Linked DNA regions of Mus musculus: region 2 is linked to region 1. A link is a contact called in public promoter capture Hi-C data. All regions are on one chromosome and are shown on one strand. The core of a region is the stretch at or near the end of the contact, and the rest is flanking DNA. Distances in the headings are between cores, read along the strand shown.

Region 1 (4,563 bases), core at 770-3,269:
GTATTGGCCACAGAAATGTTTGACACCTATAATAAGAAAAACATAACATAAACTATATAAAACAGGAGATGATATATGGTATAGCAATACAATATATGATATGATATATATGATATATGACATGATGTATATTGTTGATATATGACATGATATATGTATGTGAATATATGATGTAACAATGAAGCATTGTAATGCAATGTAACGAGTGTAACATTTTTGAGTGAGTGTGGGTAAAAATAATGGCAAGATGACTAGGGCTCATAATTAGAAATAATTAAAACTGGAAATTGAGAATTAGAGGGTGTCACTGGTGTATAGTATATGTTTAGCATACCTAAAGCCCTGGGTTTAGTTCCTGGTACCACTACTCAAAATCAAAAAGGCTCAATTTGGGGGTAAATACACAAAGCTTTTTCCTCCATTTTCTCTCTGAAGTCCTTGTAAATTGTATATTTTTAAAAAAACCAAAACTGGGCTAACAAGACGGCCCAATGGCTCAACTTGCTAAGTTTGAGACCTAAGTTCCTTTCCCACATTTCATTAAAAATCAATTTTTTTTCTCATCTAATACATCCTGATTATGGTTTTTGTTCCCTTTACTTGTCCCAGTTCCTCCCATCCCAGCCCCTTTTTGAAAGTCCTGAGTTCTTATCTCCAGATCCCACACAGACATGCCTCTGTGTCCCGATGGGGAGCAGAGAGGAACAGTTATAAGTCCAAAGCCCGGTGTTTCCAACACGGACCAATAAAGACTGCCTCAAACAAGGCAGAAGGCAAGGACTCACACCCAAGGCCCAAGGTTGTTCTCTGACACATGTGCCTTGGCTGTCTCTCTCTCTGTCTCTCTGTCTCTCTGTCTCTCTGTCTCTCTCTCTCTCTCTCTCTCTCACACACACACACACACACACACACATACACACACACCTAGTAAGCCTGAAAAGTGGGGCCCACAAGAGAGCTGATTTTTCAGTTATGGTTTACAGTAAGAGCTGCAGTGGACAAGAACAGCTTAAAGATGGACTTGTGATCTTTGTGGGAACTGCTACAAGACATAGCTCCTGCACTCTCCATGCAACTCCTGAGACTGACCTGGAAAGAATGCCTGAGCTCAAAGCAGACCCAGAAGTGCTTTATCTCAGAGGAGGGCTGGATCTCCAGTGGCATGCTGGGAAAGGAATGAGGTCTCCTGGTAGGACAAGAGCATTTGTCTATCACAGTAGCTAACAGAGAAAGATACATTCTTTTTTTCCTTCCAACTACAGGTGAGAAACTGAATCATTAATTTCCCTATAAATGGGTTCTCTGCTGCTCAAAACCTTGCTGAACACAAGTCCTGAATACATTAAAAGCCTCTGTGGGATTTTTTTTTCTACCACTGAAAGAGAAGATGTATGATCATACATTATACACCTGAACACTGCCTGCTGGGCTCAAATAAAGGATATTGCTGTGTGTCTTAGTTAGGGTTTTACTGCTGTGAACAGACACCATGACCAAGACAAGTCTATAAAAAACAACATTTAATTGGGGCTGGCTTACAGGTTCAGAGGTTCAGTCCATTATCATCAAGGTGGGAGCCTGGCAGTATCCAGGCAAGCATGGCGCAGGAGGAGCTGAGAGTTCTATGTCTTCATCCAAAGGCTGCTAGTGGAAGACTGACTTCCAGGCAACTAGGGTGAGGATCTTAAGCCCACACCCACAGTGACACACCCATTCCAACCAGTTCACACCTATTCCAACAAGGCCACGCCTTCAGATGGTGCCACTCCCTGGTCCAAGGATATACAAACCATCACACTGTGTGAACACACCACACAGGGGGGGGGGAGGGAGAGGGAGGGAGGAGAGGGAGGAGAGGGAGGAGGGGGAGAGGGAAGGGGAGGGGAGGGGGAGAGGGAGAGGGGGAGAGAGGGGGGAGGGGGAGGGGAAGAAGGGGAGAGGGGGAGAGAGAGGGGGAGAGGGAGAGGAGGAGAGGGGGAGGGAGAGGGAGGAGGGGGAGAGGGAGAGAAAGAGGGAGAGAAAGAGGGAGAGGGAGAGAGCACACCTGGTGCCACATGTATAGAAATTCGCCTACCTCTAAAGCAACAGAGACTTGTCCAGATTTGATAAACTTAGTTCTGCCTCAAGAAAACATTAGATTTCAGCCATGAGTTAGCCCATCTATAGCAGGGCTGAGACCTCATCTTAAACCCCGAGGGTGTGGGGAACTCCAATCCCTTTGATCTTAGGAGAGGTTCTATTTTTTCTAGAGGGGCCCGCCATAAAGCTTGAATTAGAACCGGGACCTGAATGTCATGAGCAATTTCGTTCCAAGTGTCTCCTGAGCACGCCTGGGAAACTTCAGTAAGTCAAAACATTTGGAACCCAGGAACCATGACTGTGAAAAATAAGTTTTTTTGTTTTTGTTTTTGTTTTTTTTTTTTCCAGGAGAGCCAGAGAGGGGCCTCTGTGTGTGGTCGTGCTGGAGGAGACACAATAATGGAGCTGACCATAGGTAAAAGATTTCAGACAAGTGAGTGATAATACTGGTGGAGCACCCCCAGTGAACCGGTTCCCTTTCCACCCCGACCACTACCCAGAAAGACAGAAAGGCCAGGGATATTTTTGGTATGGTGAGGCGCAGGCCCTTGCTGAGGCATTCCTTCCTGCTGAGGGACCAGCCAAGTGTCAGATATAGTATGGAATAGAGTTTATTCAGGTCATGAGGAGGGGAGTTGAGGGGGTGGTAGAGACAGAGAAAGGGAGAGGGAGGGGGGGGGGAGGGGAAGGGAGAGGGAAAGAGACAGAGGAGACCATGAACACGTGGAGAGAGAGTGGGGGAGGGGAATGGGGAGAGAAGGGACAGAGAAGGGGTGTGTGTGTGTGTGTGTGTGTGTGTGTGTGTGTGTGTGTGTGAGAGAGAGAGAGAGAGAGAGAGAGAGAGAGAGAGAGAGGAGAAAACAGTCCCTTTTATAGTGAGTCAGGCACTCCTGGCTGTTGCCAGGTAACTGTGGGGCGGAGCCTAGAAGAAATGCTAACAGTGAGGGGGGATGGTACTTTCTGAACTAGGGGCCCAAGAGCCTCACCTCCATTGTTCTTGCCAGCAAGGACAGGAGGGCGTCATTCTATGTCCTTTTCTCTCAGCGAAGCATGAAGTGGTCAGTGGTCCATGAGGGTATTGTTCTTGTGTTCTGAGCTGGAAATTCACTCAGAGATGTCCCGCCCGCCCCCGCCCCCCCCCCAGCTGCTTTAGGTTTGTTTTTACAGATTTATTTTTATTTTATGTATTAGTACACTGTAGCTGTCTTCAGACAAGAAGAGGGCATCAGATCCCATTACAGATGGTTGTGAGCCACTGTGTGGTTGCTGGGATTTGAACTCAGGATCCCTGAAAGAGCAGTCAGTGCTCTTAACCGCAGAGCCATCACTCCAGCTGCTTTAGTTTTGAAAAGATTTACAAAGTGAGCAGAAAGGCTCTTTATGATCTACTCTCACCGAGAGACAAAACCAGAACAAAGCAAAACAAACAAACAAACAAACAAAAAACCAAGCCCATAATATAATAATTTTGCTCTTTGTTTTGTGTGTGTGTGTGTGTGGGGGGGGGGGGGGTGTTTTGTTGTAAGATGGGATCTCACGCAACTCTGACCTCAAAGGCCCTAGCCAAGGGTCACTTTGAACTTCTGACCTTCCTGCTTCTGCTCCCTGAGGGTTAGGATTGCAAGCATGTGCCGCCCCGCCCAGCCTCCTGCATTCTGGAAATCAAGCCAGGGGCTTCCGTAAGCACCCAACAGGCTGCTCTCCGTAATAAAGGATTGTTCCGTAGCTCCATGCTTGTGACCCTGTAACCACACCAAGAAACTGCTTCACAGTCAGTGGCCCCCACTCCTCCTAAGTAACTTCTGTTGCCGGTTATGTTGACTGGGTAAAGAGAAAGCGGTCTAAGCTAATATTTGAGAACACGGCTCACGAGGTGAAAGAGCCAGGTGATGACGAATAGAATGAAAGAATGAGGCCAGGTGCAGAGTGGGGACAAGGGGCGGAGCTTCAGCGTCTCTAACACTTTAAAGCCAAGGTGAAATGGACCTCGCAAGGCAAAGTGTGGGAGAAGCAGGCTGAAAGAATGAGAACTTCGATTTTCTTCTCTAGACACGCCCTCATAGTCCTACAGAACAGGGTGAACTTTGTCCATCCTCCACTACGTTGGTCTGAATGAGGCGGTCCCCATACTCTCGAGCATCTGAGTATTTGGTCACCAGTTGGTGACTGCTGCTTGGGTAGGTTTAGGGGGTGTGGTCTTGCTGGAGGAGGAAGTACATCACTGGGAGCAAGCGGCCTTTGGGGTTTTCCGAGCCCGGTGTGGTTTTTAATACACTCTTTCTGCTTCCAGTTTGTGGTTCGTGTGGTGAGCCCTCAGTTACTGTTCCAGTCATTTTGCCTGCTGCCATGCTTCCCGCCATAACGGTGATGGGTTTATCCTCTGGGGAGAGTAAGCCTCAAATAGAGTCTTCATTCTAGACACTAGTGTGGTGACGGGTGTTTGATCACAGCAACTGCAAAAGTCATTAAGATGTAGTTTTGCAA
Region 2 (4,563 bases), core at 856-3,355, 750 kb before region 1:
TAAAACTGGACCATAACAACATGGCTTAGGTTTCTACTTTTGCTTCAGAAAATACATATGTTTTTAAAAGATATGCAATTAGCTAACATTTCATAATCCCTCTGATTAAGGCTGCAATGGAACATAAATTTGATAAAGAATAACGGCGAAAGCAATGCTTTAAAGTGTAGTTTTCTCCACCTGTGGGCTCTGTGATTTTAGAACAGCCACATGCCACAGCTGCATACACACAACAAAGTTCAACAGAACACAATTTTCATACATCTGGAAAGCTGTTTAATAGAGCATGCTAACAAAATGCGGTCACCCTAGACATCTATTTTGTAACAAGAATGTTACAAACGGGGTGTAGTGTTGTGCCTCAATCCTCTCATTGTTGGCACACTTAAAAGAACAGCAGAAACATTATTGAGAAGTGTTCTTAAAGTTTTGCAGTTAAGTGAAGTTTTTCAGTGACCCTTGCTTTTCACCTAGTCTGGTTGTGGTGGGGACTTCAGAAGAACACTTTTCCAGCCAGAGTGGGGGAGAGGCACTTTCAGAAAATAGTGGTGAGGTCCAAAAGGCGCCTTTTCAACCATGAAGAACCAAGACTTTTGGTGCAGAAAACACCAGTTCTGTACCAGGGCCTGCCCACAAAAAGTCATCTTTGGTCAGCATGGTTTTTTACTAGTGAGCAGAGCTTGGGCAGAGTGCTGAGGTGTACGGGGCAAGGCTGAGGACCATGGTGTGGCTTCTGGAGGTGTCCTTTTCACTCAGCACAGGCAGGGGTCCATAGGAAGCGAAGTGCCCTTTTGTCTCTATTTATCTGAGTCGCTACTGTAAACTGGGCCATAGAAAGACAAATGAAACTCTGAAAGACAATGGCTGGTACTTGCAGGTTGGTTTAATGTATGTGTCAGAAAGGAGAGGAGATTTGGGGGGAACATTTGAAAAGGCACATTCTTGCTGTGCATGGAGATTGTATCATACATTTGAACAGTAGTGAGTGCTTTAATACTGCTATTTTTTTTCAAAAGACATTTTAAAGCACATGTTATAATTTTGGAATTATACCTTAAGTATACTTTTGAAGTATTCAAAGGTGAAACAAAGTTGTGGTTACCAGTTACACAGCCAGCCAAGGAAAAGGCAGATTTCTAAATGTGTAGGAGTCAGTAGAACATTGTATGATTTCCTCCGTGTACAAATCATTTTCTGTTTTCTTCTATTACTTATTTATATTTTAATTGTATGTATATACTTGTTTTGCTCACATGTTTGTATTTGTACCACTTGAGTGCCTGGTACCCATGGAAGCTAGGAGAGGGTGTTGGACCCTCTGGAACTGGAGTGACAGATGGTTATGAGCCACCTTGTGGATGCTGGGAATTGAACCTAGGTCCTTTGGAAGAGCAGCCAGTTCTCGTAACCATTGAGTTATCCCACCAGCCCTTCTGTTTTCCCTTAAACCTTAGCATCTGATCTCATTGACAAAGCAGAACAATGTGATCTCTTGTACTGGAGACCCCATGTTTGCTATTTGATCCCCATCACTTGCAAAGTCCTACTATCCTCTGTATCTATGTGGTGCCTGTATTGCCCACCTTGTGGCTCGAGGTTAGCCTTTCATTTAGAAGATAAGAAGAATACTTACGGTTCTCCCCCACCTTGAATGTTTTCATGAGAGAACCCAGGACGCTGTGGCTGAAACGAAATGATTTTCAATGTCATCAATGTTTGAACTGGTATCATTAAAAAGGCAATTTGGGTAATAGCATGGTACTTTTTTTTCTTGACATTTAATATTTCCTGTTGTAAAAAACCAAGAGGAAGAAAAAAAAAGTCCACCAAATAAAGGGTTTCTGTATGCTTAGTAATTCAAGTATTTTGAAGGGTGCTTAAAGTCAAAATACCCGAGGTTCAAACTTTTGAGCACAATCTGGTCTCCTCAAGCTTTGGGGGAAGTTGACATTTAGTCTCATTGATTTTTCCAAGGTCAGGAATATGGCAAGAGCAAGAACAAAAACCACAGGAGCGGGGAGGCTGGACACCATTCAACCTCACTCTCCAGCGCTTTCTCAGACAAGCAGAGGGAAGTCACGCCCAGCCGGAACCACACTCGCTCCCAGCCTTTCCCTTCACGGAAGACATTGCCACGTACGGTACAGATGAAAAAGTCAAGAGCCAGACATCCCATGCTGGATGCGAATTTAAACTCTCCGCTCGCAACCGGGTGAGGGCCGGGTCAGGGAAGCACATGCAGTTTTCCAAAGGGAACACAGAGAACTTTAAGAAGAATGCAAACGGACAAGATCCAGGTAACATATAATGCTTTACCTTCGAAGAGAAATATTGGTAGGAATCCCCAGTGCACTGAACTCTCAAAAGAGTTTCCTTTCTTTTTAAACTAAGCATCAAGACCAGTATCTGTAATAGATACTTATAATATTGGAAATGACGAGCCTTAGCATCCTGTATAGCCACACAAATACTTCAGAGAATGCAATTGAACATGTTTGTTGAATATGGAAGCTCAGTGTATTTTACATCAACCACCCATATGCTATGTTTCAGGGAAAGAGATACATATGACCCATTCACATTTCAAATATTGTTCTGCTAAATGACAGCTACCTGCTAAGATAACAAACGCAGAGCCTAGAAGCTAATAATAATGCAATTAGTCACTAGGGCCACGTCTTCAGGTACCAGGACCAGTGCTTGGATACACATCATTACTATTGATCATCATAAACTAGACGGATTTACCCTGACACTGTCCATAGACACCTCTGGTCCAAGGGTGGGTAGAGAGCCCTGGGGTTGCAGTCAGTATGAGACTGTGAACAGACCCCTTTCGAAATTCAACCGTCATTTCCTAACCCACATCATTAACTTAGTGCAAATTAAGTTCACTGCTGTAAGCCTATTAATTGGGAACATTTTAAAGTAGTATTCCTGTAATTTTTTTCAATATCTATGATGGAATACATAAATTTAAAACTGAAGAATGGATAGGAATTCCCAGCCCCATAGATGCTTTACTCCTATAAAACAGTATTTAAATTTACAAACGATATTATTAAATATAAAATATCGAATGCATAAATGATATTATTTTCAAGGATAATGAAGACTAAGCTGTGTATGGTGGTGCATGCCTTTAATCTCAGCACTCTGGAGGCAGATCTCAGTGAGCTCAAGGCCGGCCTACAGGGCTACATAAGAGGGACCTTCCTCTAGACATTTTTGAGACTTTTAATTTAAGGAATCATTAATTAATGTAATACACAGAGAAACAAGTGCAAGTCACCCATAATGTACACATTACCCTTCCAGTTCTTTTCTAATTCCTTTTGAAGTTAACAACTGTATCAACCTGTTAGTAAGGAGATTTGGGGGTGATAGTCCGGTATTTAGTATTATCATTAGACTTTTACTTGCTCACAGCCTTTGATCCTCCAACCTCCCTAATTATTTAAGTACACTGTCTTTTTGACAGTTAGGAAAGCTGGGCTCTTTGTGTGGGGCTCACGTAATTCCTGGGTGTGTGCCAGCAATTTCCACCCTGTAATATGAAGGGTTTGCGCTATCTCATTCAATTGTGACTTTTGTGACATTTCAAAGAGTTTCTTGGATAGGAATCTTCCTCAGATGAATGGATAACTACTGATCTGTTTCTAAGGAAACTTGCCCATTCCGGCATTAGAGTTAATATAGTTTACGGGTCCTTGGCGAGGAGAGGGATTGTAGTGTTGACGGTCACTTATGGATGTGCATTTGTGTCTGTGTGGGGCACTGTCTGCTATCGACCTTGGTCATGCAGCTTAGATGCCTCAGCCTAAGATCAGGGAGACAAACAGGATAAGAAGCCTCTTCCCCCTGTGGAGCCCATAAAGGAATAGATAATTCACCTCATAGTTTTCTTTTGCCATATACAGATTCCTCTCCTTAATCTTACATGCTATACAGTGAAAACCCCAGAGGTAATAGTTCAACTTCACTGTGGGTGTTAGTTACACAGACGTACATCTAAAGACATTTTGCCCTTCATTAAATGACAAAAAGAGATGGAAGGACGATTTTGATTGGCCCTCTGTTGAATGACGTATTATGACGGACTAGATGGATTGATTTGGTTAAACTCAGCATCTGTGTTTTGGGTTTCCTGTGGGTTATTCAAGCAAAGTGCTTCCAAATACCATCTTTGCTACAGTTTGTGCACCCCATCGCCACCTAGTGGTGGTCAGTGGTAGTAACATGTAAAAGTTGCGCCTTTTGTTAACAGGGATTAAATCCCTTGGGCCTAGATTGATTTTTTTGAAAGGATGTTCTGAAGCCTACAAGATAATTGGAAGTAATAATGATCTGTTTTGCTGGCCACGCTCTTCCTTTTCTGCAGTCTCAATTCTTGAGAAGAAATGACTTGTTAGCCTGCACTGTTTAAGGTTGAGTTCTATTTTAACTGCTCAGGCATTTCTATCATGCATAGCATCTCAGTGTGCTGAGATCTTTATAGAGTGCTATATACTTATAATATTTGGAGAGGCTTATGCAAACTGTGAGCTTGAGAAAGCAGCTTTC

Evidence for each region. Promoter capture Hi-C pulls out the DNA fragments that hold promoters and counts their contacts.
Region 2: a promoter capture Hi-C map of embryonic stem cells shows a contact between it and region 1, with 2.0 times the contacts expected there. The contact joins the promoter of Sorbs2os here to the promoter of AY512931 in region 1. A contact is called at or near these places in 4 of 39 promoter capture datasets (embryonic stem cells, liver and stem cell-derived epiblast-like cells).

Annotation. Positions count from the first base shown.
Region 1 is chr8:45,062,874-45,067,436 of GRCm38.p6, reverse strand. AY512931 (cDNA sequence AY512931) reads left to right here and starts at 2,019. Exons shown (of 5, transcript NR_033588.1): 1 at 2,019-2,343; 2 at 2,428-2,512; 3 at 4,129-4,256; 4 at 4,370-4,468.
Region 2 is chr8:45,816,839-45,821,401 of GRCm38.p6, reverse strand. It overlaps Sorbs2os (sorbin and SH3 domain containing 2, opposite strand), which reads left to right and starts at 2,105. Exons shown (of 6, transcript NR_045739.1): 1 at 2,105-2,297. Sorbs2 (sorbin and SH3 domain containing 2) reads right to left here. Exons shown (of 24, transcript NM_001205219.1): 22 at 1,634-1,683.